2 separate regions of the Mus musculus genome follow, and region 2 is linked to region 1. Evidence: chromatin contacts called from public Hi-C data. All regions are on one chromosome and are shown on one strand. The core of a region is the stretch at or near the end of the contact, and the rest is flanking DNA. Distances in the headings are between cores, read along the strand shown. Region 1 has its middle 16 kb from the start of 6330420H09Rik. Region 2 has its middle 39 kb from the start of Gm51502.

The links. Hi-C and Micro-C count contacts between places; a contact is called where the count stands out from the background.
Region 2: a contact with region 1 is called in a Hi-C map of muscle stem cells, with 3 times the contacts expected there. The contact joins two enhancer-like sites. A contact is called at or near these places in 16 of 484 Hi-C or Micro-C datasets (the HL-1 cell line, cerebellum, cranial neural crest and 6 more).

The regions. Positions count from the first base shown.
Region 1 is chr7:135,834,040-135,841,470 of GRCm38.p6, forward strand. No RefSeq gene overlaps it. Among named protein-coding and RNA genes, the nearest start is that of 6330420H09Rik, 16 kb to the right of the region's middle. Within about 2 kb of position 3,217, at least 23 of the 459 cell types and tissues checked have an H3K27ac peak or open chromatin away from gene starts, as enhancers often do. A contact at or near this core is called in muscle stem cells, where this site is marked.
Region 2 is chr7:136,005,498-136,012,928 of GRCm38.p6, forward strand. No RefSeq gene overlaps it. Among named protein-coding and RNA genes, the nearest start is that of Gm51502, 39 kb to the right of the region's middle. Within about 2 kb of position 4,699, at least 19 of the 459 cell types and tissues checked have an H3K27ac peak or open chromatin away from gene starts, as enhancers often do. A contact at or near this core is called in muscle stem cells, where this site is marked.

The sequences.
Region 1 (7,431 bases), core at 1,967-4,466:
TTTACTTAATAGAAACCATCTGTACCGTACAGTAGGCAAATTGTGTAAAAATGAATAAAAGTGTCTCTGGAGGAGAGTGGCTCGGGCGCCGGAGTCTGTAATGAAGATGTATATGGGCCTTTTAGCGCTCGCATTGTCTATTAGAGGAGGTAAATCGCAGCAGCGGATAAGGGAAACAGTTACAAATTTTATTACCATCATCTGACTGATGACAAATGTCGCAATAGAAATAACACATAGGAGATGGGTCTGTTCCCCAGCCCTAGCACCTTCCGCTTCGTACCCATCATCACCAGAAATCTTTATTGAGCAAGGGTCACCAAGACCCCTTTGTCTAGTTACTATTGGTTTAGTGGCTGCTACCCACGAGGACTATCTTTTAACGTGTTTAGGCTCTGAGTGTGCCGTTTGATTTGATTTGACTCCACTGGGGAGGCAGCTAATTTAAACATTTCTGGAGTGGCTTTTGTGCCCGACTTTTGGCTGCAGGGACGCGGGCGGTTGATCTCCAAAGTGTTTCTTTGCTCGAGTTGACCCGCATCAAAATGCATTTATTTGACAGGATACTTTTGTTCTGGAAGCTGGCCTGACTCACTCAGTCTCCGTAGCTGAAGGTCGAGTGGCCACATTTTTTTTCAAAACAGGCACTTACTTGTTCCTAATCTGCAAATTAACGAAATAGTCACAACTGCTAATGATTCAGGATCAGGCCTGAAATACAGAGGGCTTGAGTAATAATCAGCTTTTTAAATTAAGTTGGTGACAACCACTATTAGCGGCTGTGATTTAATAATCCCAATAAATGTGCACATTTTTTAAAAAAGGGGGCTCTTTGTAATTTTTGTCCCAGCATTTGCAACTGAATCTTTTAATGAAGGGAACACAACAGTTTTATGTTATAGACGATGCCATAATTGGGAAATCAAAGCTCCTTCAGACACCTAGAGCCCGAAGCAGGAACCGAACACCGAAGGATGCCCGAAGCAGGAACCGGTGAAATCAAGTTTCTAGTTGTGTGTGTTCCGATGATAACTCAGACCAGGAAGAGAATCTGATTCCTTTTGGATCTTATGCATTTTGGGGCAATAAGAAACAGATCCCATTAGCAAATATGTAAAGGCCTCCCTTAAGAGTTAGACTCGGGCAAATTTAGAACAAATGAGATGTAATTTTTCTATCTTACAGGCTTGCCTGTTTTACCTAATATTATCATAATGAATTGGCTTCAGCAACTGAAGGTGGGGAAAGAGAGGCGTGCCTGGTAAGGAGGGGGCGAGTGCAGCAGAGGCCTGATCTCCCCTGCTGCCCTGACCTTGTGCCCTTTCCTGACCTCAGTCTGAACGCCTGGGGAAGTCACCTCATCCCCACAGAGCAACCCTGCCTAGCAAAGACAAGCTGTGAGGAGAGAGAACCATGTGGACCCCCACCATAGACCATGGCTCATGGCACCTTTGCCCCCTCTTCCTGCCTCTGTCTCCCCATTGCCAGCAGCACTTCTTTTAGTGGTCAATTGAAATTTTATGGCTACGTTATTTAAAAAACACCATAGAAGAGCTGAATGAGGGAAGGATGATGGAAAGGCTGCTTGTCTTTTACCATAATTACTCTTGATAGCAATTTGAACTAATTTGCATTAAAACACCCATTTAGCCAAGCTGCTGAAGATGGGGACTTAGTGTGTGTAGTTTGTAAGACCTCAAGACGCCTCCCGATCTGTGTTGAGTTTAAACTACAGAGCCCTGCAAGACACTGCTCCATACCTTTTTCTGCCAGGCCAAAGCTTGCCCTCAGTAACCCTAGTGGCATGCTGGGTTGCATGGCAAAGGGCACACCTTCCTCATAGCTGCACTGTGCAAGCCTGGAGAGTCAGAGACAGAGAGGGTGGCTTAAAGACCCAGGTTCCTTCCCTTCTTGGGGTGATCTTCATGTCCCTTCTCTTCACTCCCCTGAGGCTGTTTATCTTCAAAGCACAAAAGATACCAACAAAACACTTGCAGCTTTGCCCTCTCTAGATCTTCTATTCATATGTGTGTGTGTAAGTGTGTACTTCTCTTACACAGTGATGGGCTTTGAGGTGTGACACTGCCACACAACTCCTTGGCTAGTAGCTATGCCCTGTCACTTAGGCCAGGCTGTGCGAGTTGGGAAGGGCTGGCTCTGTGTTTATGAAGATGGTACAGCTGTCTCCCTGTCTGTCTGTGTTTTCTGTGTGTATGTCTGCATTTGGTTTCTCAATGCTGCCCCTGGATTTTATTTCAGAAAGAGAAAACAGAAGAAGATTTAAGCCTGATGAAGTACTGAGGACCATTTGGACCCTCTGCTGTCTTCTTTACTTTGTTCTTTGCTGCAAATATCTTCTGTTTCTGCCCCCACCCCCACCCCCGCCATATTTGAAGATGTTTGAATCTAAAAATCAAGAGGAAATGAGTTAAAACTCAAAGCAGGCATTTCTGCGAGTCTGGCAGTGAAGTCAGGGGGAAGGATATCCAGTGGGTGGAAGACCTAACTTTGAATTCTGTAAACACTGCCCCCACCCTAGTCTCTCCCTATGAAGAACCTGATACCCATGGGGACAGTACACTTAGGGACAGTGGCTTTTTCCTTTATTTGTGTCAGTTTCCCAAATGTGCACATCCTCTGAATCCATAGAACATGCACACGTGCTCCTGAACAGACAGAATAATTTCTGAAATTAGATGCTACAGCTGCAATTAGCCAAAGGCAAGTACAGTAGCTCCCCCCTCTCTTCTTGTCTTCTACAGTCCTTCCCATCTCTCTTCCCTCGCCCCCTTCTTCTCCTCTCACGCCTTTGCCCTTTCGCCTTTTTTACATCTCTCTCTTCCTTTCTCATAAATAAGTACCTTTTGGATTTTTAGGCCCTGCCTCTCACAGTCCCCTCCTGCCCACCTACCTGCAGGCTGCACAGAACACAGCATCAAAGGGTCAGGACCACCAACAAGGTGTCACGGAGAAGGTGACTCAGGATGCAGGGCAGGTGCCAGACTGCTCAAATAAGCATCACCCCCCCAACAGGTTCTCGGGACTGAGACCCTTCTGGTAGCTGGGGATCCTACAGAGGTCAAGAAGCCCCGGGTTAGAGGAAGAAAAGGGGAGAAAGGCAGCGGGCAGATAGCTCCTGCTGCATCCCACTGGGAACCGGGTGCGTTGACAACTCTCAAGCACAAGATGGCACCCTTAAGCTTTCAAAGGAGTCAGGCTCCTCAGGAAACATGACACTACCCTGGCCAGCTGCCTCCTTCTAGGGAGACTGGAGAGGTCCCTTTCCAGTACCCACCAGGCCAGGGGTCTGCTTCACTCTTCTTAAGGCTATGCAGCTGCACAGAGGCCCACCAAGCAGAACCCCTCCTGCCAACCCAGGTAGTTTCTCGTGTGGGCTTTGCAAGTCTGTTATGGCTGGACTCCCAGGCTTTGTTTCCCAAGTTGGAATAAAGGAACTGCACCGGGAAGGGGGCTTTGAGAAACAGAATACCATGCTGGCAGAGGCCCCTGTTGTCCAGGACATGCCACCAGGCTGATGGATGGCTCTATCATTATTTACCAAATTGTGGCCCAGAGCCACACTGGCAAAGGCTTATCAAGGTGGGGGTCTCTGGGCATGTAGAAAGTCCCCTGGGTCTTCTCCCACCGGGCTGACACCCTGAGCACACAAGAGCTCTTCTGTGGGAGAGAAGCTGTTTTTCTGGATCCCATGTTTCCCTTGACTGTGATTAGCTACCTGTCTGCCTGTGAGTCCCAGAGGACAGGGACCTGCCAGGGCCAGATGCCCATCATTGATGGGCAAGCGCTGGCTTACTGCACAGGCAAGGGAGTCAGATTGGCCCTGGAGATCAGCTCTGGGACTTGGGAAGTGGAAAGAAAGGGTTGAAAGTGTTCTGTAGGAGCCAGGCCAGGAAGTGTGGTGGGAGTAGATGTGAACGTGTGCTGTGAAGATGAAGTGGCTTGGGCAGGTGCTCATGCCGGCCAACTGAAGACAGTAACAGACCCAATGCTGCCTCTGTGAGAGGACCGCAGGGATGGACTTATGCCTCCCATGGAGGGGAGCACTCTCACAGAACACTAGAACCCATAGGTCACAGCAGGGTTGAAGCCTTTTTGTTTGTTTCTCTGTGCACACACAGATATGAGCATGTTAACCCATGTGTGTATATATTGTGTGTATATATATATCCGAAAAGCATCACCAGCAGCTCTCTATCGGGGAACAATGTGGATTTAGAACTCCATAGAGCTGGGTTCTCATTTGGTTGTACCACTTCTATGCAGGTGACTCTTAATGGTCACTTGGCCTCTGTGACCTTATTGGTCAATGGGATGAAAGTGGCCCCTCCATTTACAGTAGACCAGAAAGCTGTTAGGTGGGACTTTGCAATTGCTGGGTATCCCTGTGAACCTTGTTGTTTTCCAGCTCATACCTCCTGGTCACCTTGTCACCCTGATATGGAATCCCATCTCCAGTCTCCTCCCATCAGCAGCTGTTTTAGAGAATATCGGTATGCATTGCTGGACTCCAAACCCACGTGGGCCACCTTATATGCTCTGTCCATGAGTGCAGGAGTCGGAGATGTGATGGAGGGCAGGATTGCTGCTCTTTCTTCTGTGCCTGTGGGGAACCCCGACTCACTTTCCAGCCCTTGCTTTACCTTTTCCATTTCTTGTGTGCTGCATACCTGTGTGGGCAGGTTTTTCGTGTGTGGGGGCATACCTGTGTAGCTGCACACATATGCACATATATGTGGAAGTAAGGCTGGTGTTGGGAGCCATCCTCTATTGATCTTCTACCTTAATCACTGAAGCAGGGTCTCTCAAACCTAGAGCCCGTTAAGATGGCTCGTTTTAGCCAGCTTAGTCTGGGGAATCTACGGTCCCTACCTTTTGAGGCAAGAATTACAGGAGGCACACCACACTCATCCAGCATTTACGTGTGTCTGGACACCCAAATGTTGGTCCTTACACTTGCCGAGCAAGTGCTTAGTCACAGAGTCCTCCCTCCTGCATCAGTTGTTCTTGAAGTAAGGTTCACCTACATATGGCTTCTGACTTGAGCAATTGTCACTTAGTCAAAGACTTGCTTGAGGGTCTAGATACATCTATAGAAGAATGCTCTGTCAGAGGGTGAACCCATGAGAACCCAAGGGCATGGCTAATAATCCAGTAGTAATTGGCCTGGACAGTAACACGGAAGCTGCTGAAGGTGTTGACCATCCCCTCCACATACACCCTCCTGGGTACTCAGGGTAAGAACAAAGCTTGTCTTTAGGTTGGGAATAAAATCCAAGGAATTAAAAATCTGTGCATATTAACCCAAAGAAAATACACTTACCTTCCAATATACGATGATGGGATTCGAACAAAAACCTTTTCTTCCCGGGCAAAGAATGTTATGCTCAGTGAGTGGTTGGCTGGGTGGACCTTGGCAGTCTTTTCTGTTCTGAATATAAAGGGCACCATGTGCTGGGAAGCAACCTAGGTCTCTCTGCCATTGCTCATTGGTCACCTTTTACAGAGGGCTGTAGTATAGAGCAGTGGTTCTCAACTTTCCTAATGCTGTGGTCCTTCATGTTGTGGTGACTCTCCAGCCATAAAATCATCTCGGTGTTCTTTCATAAGTGTAATGTTGCTACTGTTATGAAGTGTAATTAAATATGAGATATGTAGGATATCTGATATGCAACCCTGGTGAAAGGGTCCTTCGACCTCCAAAGGGGTCGCAACCCATATTTTGGGCGGGAGGTATGGGGGACTTTTGGGATAGCTTTCTAAATGTAATTGAGGAAAATACATAATAATAAAAAATTTTTTAAAAAAGAGAAAACTGTTGGTCTAGACCCACATGTACGTGTCCTATTCTTTATGAGCTCAAGGACAGCAGGAAATAGTGGAGCTGTGGGGAGATGGTGACACCAGCACCTGCCTCCCTGCTCTATCCACACAATCTTGGTACAGCCCTGATGAGTGTGACCAGCCACCCTTGCCTCAGAGCTCTGAGCTACATCCCTACCAGCTTTCTGTGGTGACAAGCTTCATGTCCCCAGCCTGGGTTACCATAGTAAAGACAACTCTCAGGAGACACAGGTCTTGTCCTGCTTCCCAGTGCATGAGCAAAGTTGTGCCTGGAGCTTCCATTCTCTAACTTGGCAAGAAGCTCTATGATTCAAGCGACTAGGGCAGTGCGAGCCTTAATACTTAAACTTCTCTCATGAATCTCTCTCTGTAAAGAGCACTTATGGATGCGTGGCAGCTTCAAGGTCTGGATTATGCTGATGGTGCCTCTGTCCTTGGAGAGTTTTGTAAAGACATAGTCACCGATGTAAGAAAGGTTGGGGACATCATTGAGGAGGTTCTGATTCCCATTCTCCGCTAAGAAACTCTTTGACAGAAATATCTTGTCAGTTTACATAGATGGGGTGGGGGAGATCATTCACTGTGGACATACTAAGGGTTCCAGCATGGCATCTGCGCTCAGGGAATTCGAACAGTTTTTAGAAGACAGCGCATTTCAGGGTTGTCTGTGGGAATCACTATTTGGTTGGTAAGGAGATCAGAGAGACAGTGGTAGGAGCTGCTGAGATGTTGGTTGGAGATTAGAGGCTGTCTTAAGATGTCAGTGTTAGGACAGATGGGGAACTAAGGGAAAGAGTGGAGTGGAGGTGACATTAACAGATGGAGGCAAAAATGACAAGGTAGGTGTGAGCCTGTCCTTATAAGGTTAGAGATGTCTCTCCCAGAAGCTGTCATCAGGGTATAACTTTACCTAAGGAACATTCTCTCTGCAATGCAGATTTTCTGTCTGCCCATCATCTCTGGCCAGCTACTTCCTGCTGCCTGAGATGACTCTCTGTCACTTTCCTCAGGTAAGTGGCCACTCTTGGATTTGAGTGTGTAGCAACTGGATGCCTGGAGGCCACAGATGCAATTCCCATTTATAGCACATGCACTCCTGTGTGCAAGAAGCATGGCCCATGCCTTCTCCCTGGCATTCTGAGAAGGAGAGATGCTGGGATGTGAGATGCCCAGGTTGTGCAACTGTGAAGCTGTCCTCTGTGCTTTCCTCCTAGCCATGAGACATGGGCAGGGACAGCAGAAGCACCCATCCTTGTGTGGCTTGGAGAACTGAAGTTGTCTTACTATGCCTGCAGGAGGAAGCATTTGCTCTGGACTTGCAGAAGCCAATGAAGTGTATAGGAGGATCTGACAAAAGCAGACATTAGATGCACACTTCACATTCATGTGTCATTCATTCATTCATTCATTCACTCACTCACTCACTCACCCACTCACTCACTGCTTTCTTCTGTGGATGTGTTTCCTTGCCCATCCTACATTAACTATGCACTCTCCAGCTAGCAGTAGGGAAAGGCATGGCTCCAAGTTCTGGCTCTTACCATCAACTAGGAAAAAAGTGGTAAATGA
Region 2 (7,431 bases), core at 3,449-5,948, 170 kb after region 1:
TCCTCTTATTAGTGAGTACATACCATGCATGTCCTTTTGGGTCTGAGTTACCTCACTCAGGATGATATTTTCTAGTTCCATCCATTTGCCTGAAAAACTCAGGATGTCCTCATTATTAGTAGCTGAGTAGTATTCCATTGTGTAAATGAACCACATTTTCTGTATCCATTCTTCTGTCTTGGGACATCTGGGTTGTACCCAGCTTCTGGCCATCACAAACAAGGCCACTATGAACATAGTGGGACATGTGCCCCTGTGGCATGGTGGGACTTCTTTTGGGTATATTCCCAAGAGTGGTGTTGCTGGTTGATACAGTCCACAGGACTCAAAAAGGTCAAAAGCTGTAGGGCCCAAGGAAGGACATCTCAGTCCCACTTGGGATGGAGAAGAAAGCAATCACAAGTAGGGAGGGAGGGAGGGACTTGGGAGAAAAGAGGACAGGAGCAGGGGGAGGGAAACCTGATCTGGTATTGGGTGAGGGAAAAGGATGAAGCTATGAGGGCTAGCAGGAAAAAATGGAAACAGGAAACCTCGAGAAGTAGGAGGTTGGGGGGACCCTCCAGAATACACCAGAAACCTGGGAGATGAGAGGCTCTCAGGACTCAAAGGGAGGGATCTAAGATGAAATGCCTGACAGTACGGAGAGGGAACTTATAGAATCCACCTCCATTAGGAAGACAGGGCATCAAGTGAGGGTTGCAAACTCTGAGCCATATTTGTCCCTGTCTGAAAGAACTGCAGGGATGAAAATGGAGAGGAGCCTGAGGAAAAGAGAGTCCAGGGGCAGGCCCAAAGTGGGATCCAGCTCAAGGGCAGGTCCCAAGGCCTGACACTGAGGCTATGGAGAGCTCAAAAGACAGACCTATCATGACTGTCCTCTGAAAGACCCAACAAGCAGCTGAAAGAATCAGATGCAGATATTTGCACCCAACCAATGGACAGAAGCTGCTGACCCCTATGGTTGAATTAGAGGAAAACTGGGAGAAGCAGAGGAGAAGGGTGACCCTGTAGGGAGGGGGACCAGCAGTCTCAACCTGGATCCCCGAGATCTCTCAGACACTGAATCACCAACCAGGCAGCATACAGCAGTTGACATGAGGCCTCCAACACATATACAGCAGAGGGTTGCCGGGTCTGGGTTCAGTCAGAGAAGATGCACCTAACCCTCAAGAGACTGGAGGCTCCAGAGAGTTTAGAGGTCTGGTTGGATGGGGGTGGGTGGGAAGTGGGGATATCCTCGTGGAGACAGGGAATGGGGAGGAGTTATGGGATGCAGAACAGTTGGAGGGTGGACGGGGGAATAAAATTTGAGGTGTAAAAAATAAAAATAAAAAAATAATTAAACAACAACAAGAGTTATTCTGAATAGACATGACTCAAAGTCTCACCAAGGCCAAAGCAGAACACCACAGTGAGAGCCATCTTGAAGGGCAATCCCTGCCTAAGGAGCCAGTAACTGGGGCCAGGATAATGTTTTAGATATAGGATAAGTTGTGGAGGCCAAACAGGGCTGTGACCACAAGATGCCAGTGCAGTTGTGCTGTGTGATCTTAGAAATCAGAGCATTCAATCTGTGTTCCATCCTTGCATGTTAGGAGGGATGCTTCAAGATAGTCTCCAGACAGAATTTTGGATCCTCCTGCTGAATATCTTCTACAGAGGAGTCACCTCTAGCAGGGAGACATGTCTTAGCTAAAGGTACCTAGAGCCAGAAACAAAGTATAGGTCTCCTGTCGTTACCACTAACTAAGAGCTCACTGGACCAAAGCCAGGACCAAAATACTGCTTGTTTTTGTTGGCAGTGAGTAACTTAATGCTGGCTGGCGTCCTCCTAGGAGTTATACCTGCCAGAAAGGATGTTCTGGCCCCTGCAGGTGGACTTTTCAGCAAAGTGGCTGCATGTCCCAGTACCCTATTTGTGCAAGCACCCACGCCTGATATGCAAGAGACTCTGAGCTAGATGGCTATGAGAGTGGTCTGTGAGAGCTCTCATCTCTTCAAAAAAAAAAAAAAAAACCACAAAAAACCCAAAAACCTCCTTCTCCTGCCTTCTCAAGGCACTCTGGCTGCTTCCTGGCGATGCCAACACAGAGAGAACAAGATAGGTATAAGGCTATGGCTGCTGGGGCTTCCACACAGTGGTCTTGGTGCCTTATAGCAGTTGGCTCTCTAGACATCTTGGTATGGAAATTGCATCCAGGGGGTTGACAGTATCTTCCCCCAACTCTTCTTCCCTAGTAAACACTGCTAACTACCAACTCATAAAACATATCAGCTGGGTTTATTACTTTGAACCGTCTTTCCAATTATGCTGTAAAATAAAGGCAGATGCCATTTTAAGATCTTATTATTGTCAAGGGCCGGCTTCTCCAGCAGCACCTGCTTAGCGGCAGCCTGCTTGTTTACGGCTCCTTTTTTTTATAGGTGACAGTTTAAGGTGGCGCTTCTCCGGTTACAGAGAGTTCCTCCTAGAGCTGCAGAAGTGGCACACGCAGTGGGTGGGCTCCAGCTTCTGTGGCGGCACCAGGCAGGGTCGTGGGTTCACCTGGGCTTTCCGTTGACAGCCTCGCCACGCACGTCAGGCTCTGCCAAATGCTCTGCCATTAATTTATGATTTAAAGTAATTAACTTTTGCTGATTAAAGTAATTATTTCAAGTGCATTGCACCCGGGCCCAAATGATGCCTGCAGCCCCCTCTCCAGTCGGAGACAGCAGCATGCCAAGTGCTTAAAAGCTGCACCGGGGATCCGAGCGGCTTCTGCCCGTCTCTCGGATCTGCCATGTTTATGGCTGACTTATACTAACTGCTCATTTGAATGCCGAGTTCTGGCAGCCCGTTGACACAGTGTGAAACCTTCATCCCGTAAACAAGACAAGCTTCAGCTTGGTGACACCGGTGACAGAGGAAGCTGTTTAAATGAATCTTGCCTCTAGCCTTCCAGAGGTGGCATGTTTCTGTGCTCTCTGGATTACTCACGCTGCCCCCTTAAACCGTGTACAGCTTCGGCTGCGCTTTGCCAAGGGTGCAGAACTCAGTCCGAGTGCTTGGAGTCAACAGCTCCCCAACACAGACCCTCCACAGGCTCTAGGGGGTGAGGAGGGTGGAACTGGTGGCCTGCCCTTCTCAGGAGGAACCTGGCTCCGTCCAGGAAAACATTCAGACAGTAATGAAGAGAGACAGAAAGCAATGGCTAAGGAGAGGGCTCACCCACTTATCTGATCTAATCCCCTGCCACTGGGGACAGCAGATAAATCCAGCAGGGAGCTGCTTAGGGCAGGAGCAGAGGAGCCCTGTGTTGGAGTCTGAAGGCAAGTGAATCCTTCCAACTCGCCTTCTCCCCATTTCACAGAGGACCTGGGTACCAAGTCTCAGCTTCCCTAATAAAGAGCAAGCAGGAGTTTGGTGCCATGCTGCAGATGCCTGCAGATGCAGGAGAGCATTTAGGGAACCAGCCTGATGAAGGCACAGGAGTCTTGCTGCGCTACCGTGCTGTTACCATGTCCCGTGTACCCAGTGAGTGCCAGGGACTAAGTCAGGTGCTCTGGTCTCACATAGTCCCCCAAGGGAGGACATAGCCTCACATTTCCCATCCTCCAATGAGGTGCCCAAGACCCAGAGGCTCGTCTTTGTTCCACCAGTGGGCACGATCCTTTTGCTTTTCAAACCCAAGAAGTATGGTATCTGCTTAACTCCCGCTGGCCCTTGAAGTTTGAGGTGCTAGAGAGATGTCTCAGTGAGGAAACGGCTTGCTCCGTGACATCTAGGACCTGAGTTTGGATTCTCAGCACCCAAGGAGAAGCTGGGTACAGTGGAATACATCTCTAACCCAAAAGCTGGATGTCTGAGACAATCGGATAATGGGGACTCACTGTTTTGCTAGCAAAATTCAGGTTCAGAGAGAAACGTTAGCTTAAAAAATAAAATGGAGAGGGACTGGTGACAAAGAAGGATGTCCAAAGTTGACTTCTGGCTTCCACATATACCCACACGGGTGAGTGCCGTTGTACACATGTACACACTCATATGCTTGTAACACACACACACACACACACACACACACAGAAAGAACACCCCCCCCCCATTTCGATAAATCAATAAGGACTGCCCTCATCAGCCTTTGGGATATTTAGAAAACCTCCCTGTATCTTAGCCTTGTCCCCTGGGCCACAAGAGTCACCTATGCTGTGCCTGATCCACCCACGGAGGGGTAAGGAGCTGCCGCATGACTTGATTTGGGAAAAATGGACTTTCATGGGAGCGTGTGATGCTTCTGGCTTTATGGTATTTGGCAGGACAGTTTGTGGGATAAACTTGTATTTTTATCTTTTCTCTAAGTAATTATCCCAATGCCCTGGGCTTTGGGTGAAACCACACGGAAGTCTAATTTTGTTTGTAATTAAGTGCCTGGTGGGCAGCCATTCCCAGAAAATGATATTTCAGCTCAGTGCCATTAAGCAAACATCACCAAAAATGATGGTGCCAAGAACAATGATCTGTATGTTGGCAGCAGTTACCACCCCACGATGGATGGCGGGGGTCATAAATAACTCACTTCACTTTCAGGGTGAATCAAGTGCTCTTGTGGGGTGCAAGAGAAAGAACATCAAAGGGAACATTCAGCTTCTACACAGGCGTCTAGGCTGTGCCAGGGTTGGGCAGATGCCCTGGCCTGCCTGGAACTCCCCTAAAAGGCGACACTCCACCCACTGCTCTCTGGAGCACTGGTCAGAATGCCAAATGGCAGTCTCTGCTGCTACCAGCCAGGGGCGGGCCGGAGGGATCTTGAGAAGGATGCTCACATGTCACACCTGCCTCTGCCACTAGGGAGCGCTGGTGCTACCCTGGTTCCCACTAGAGATGCAGATAGCCTAGAGAATTCTGTAGGGCCATTATGTGAAGAGCTGACATTGAATTAGATTTAAAAGCTCGAGAATAAATTTGGAATCCAAAGGACTGTCCAAGGATGGCAGCCTGGTGGTGGATGGAGCAGAGGCTGGGATTGGATGAGTGTAGTGACTGGAAAGCCCGATATTTGCTAGGCTGGTCCTCAGCAAGTACAGTTTAGAGCAGGGTCACCTTCCATCCCTCACTTTTGACTTCTTTAGATAAAGAAAATGAAAACAAAATAAACCAAGACATTAAAAATGTGTTTCATAACCTAGTTGGTCAGCCATGCTAGCTCTTCATCTTTCCCTGGTTTACTGGGAAAACTCAGGGCCTAGAATTGTTAGAATCCCAGATCTAAATCCCAGTTGGACTCCACATCAGCTGAGTGGCCTTAGGCAAGTTGTTTAATCTGCAAAATCTCTATTTCCTCAGCTGCAAAGGATCCTTCTTGTCACGATGAGCTTCAGAAAGGCTAGGGAAGAGCTAACGTGTACCCTGCTGTTGGTGGAACAAACTCCCCCATCCTTTCAAGGCAGCTTGTACCTGCGAGGATGATGCAATGGTCCCCAAATGCCAGTGTTTCCCCAAGGGCTGCCACACACAGCTCAGAGTGCAGCAGGGGTGCCTGGGACCTGAGCGTGACTAGAGCTGCTCCTCACTACATTCTGAAAACTTCACTCTTTCCCAATCTCTACAGCAGGTGCAGGACACTTGCTCTGAGCCCGGACAGACCATGAGTTCCAGGATATGGACCAACTACAATTGACAGAAGATGATATGGCAGTTTGAATGAGAGTAGCCCTCAGAGGGCCATTTGAATCCTTGGTCCATAGTTCACGTAACTGTTTGATAAGGATTAGGAGGTGTGGCCTTGTTGAAGCAAATGTGTCACTGGAGTGGGCTTTGAGGTTTCAAGAGCCCACACAATTACCAGCAAGCTCTCTGCCTTGTGTCTGTGAGACAGATGTGAGCTCTCAGCCCCTGCTTTTGAATTTGTGCCTACCTGACTACTGCTATACTTCTTGACATATTGGTCATGGACTCACCCTCTGAAACTACAAGATCCAATAAACTCAATTATAAGTTGCCTTGTTCATGATGTCTTAGCAAAGCAATAGAAAAGTGACTAAGACAGATAGTCATGCCTCCTCTAAGTGAACATTTGGACAAGATAGAATATAACAGTCAGGAAAACCAAGTTATCTATGGCCTTAGTCCTCAGACGCAGTCTTTGAGTATCAGACTACCAGAGCTCCTGTGTCTTTTCTGATGGCTTCATTGAATTTTAAGGATTTGGAGAAGACACAGCACATAGGTTTTAGAACACCATCTCTGGAAGATGTGCATTCTTCCATTATATGAGGACCACAGTGGAGACTGGTCCTGCATTAGCAGAGGTAGTTGTCTGTCTACACAGCATTTCCAAAGGACCTGTAGGTGTTTTCCAAGAGCAAAGCACAGATGCAGTATGTGTGGACATGAGTGAGGAGTACCTGGTAAGCCCCAAGTGCAACCTGAGGATTGTTTGTGGAGACAAATACAGAACACAAAGAGAAGTGGGGAGAGAGAATGTGACAGTTTAGGCTGGGATGAGAGCAATGCAGCTGCAAGCCAAACACTAAAGATGACCACTAGAAGCTGGAAAAAGCTGGGAACTGATTTGCCCTTTTGGTAGGAATGTGGTTTTGTTGACACTCCAGGTTTGCCAAGACTTATGGCAGATTAAGAGAGAGGGGGGAGGTGGAGGTGGAGGTGGAGGTGGAGGTGGAGGTGGAGGTGGAGGTGGAGGTGGAGGTGGAGGGGGAGGGGGAGGGGGAGGGGGAGGGGGAGGGGGAGAGGGAGAGGGAGAGGGAGAGGGAGAGGGAGAGGGAGAGGGAGAGGGAGAGGGAGAGGGAGAGGGAGAGGGAGAGACTCTCTAGGTAGCCCTGGCTGTCTTAAAACTTACTATGTAGATCAGGCTGGCCTTGAACTCAGGGACCCACCTGCCTCTGCCTCCCAAGTGCTGGGATTTAAGGCATGTACCACCTTACCTGCCAGGCCAAAGTTTCTTAAACTTTTCACCCATAATTCCTTTTACCCTAGAGATCTTTATGCAACTCCTGGTAACATTTACTGACAATCAATCATAAAAAATTACTTTGAAAATTCTGGCCTACACAGACCGTTACTATTTATTAAAGGTAAAGAGTAAATTATCCTTACTAATTTATGATGGATACCTATGTTTATTTTGATGGGAAGAGTTTATTTTTCCCCAAAATATTTGATGCAGCAGGACAGAAACAACGTTGGTGTCTTCAGTCTATCAATATTTTTATTCTATAATCTCTCAGGCTGAGAACACCACTTCTCCTACACACATACCACAACAGTGGCAGAAGGACATTTAAGACTGTTTCAGAAACTATTGGAAGTTCATTGAATGGTTTTCCATGAAACTCAAGTTGGGAATTCAGATAACAATCTAAAGTTTACAACATCAAAACAGTGCTATCCAAAGATGTGCTAACCTGGTGCTTGCCTGCTGAGGAATGATGCTGAGA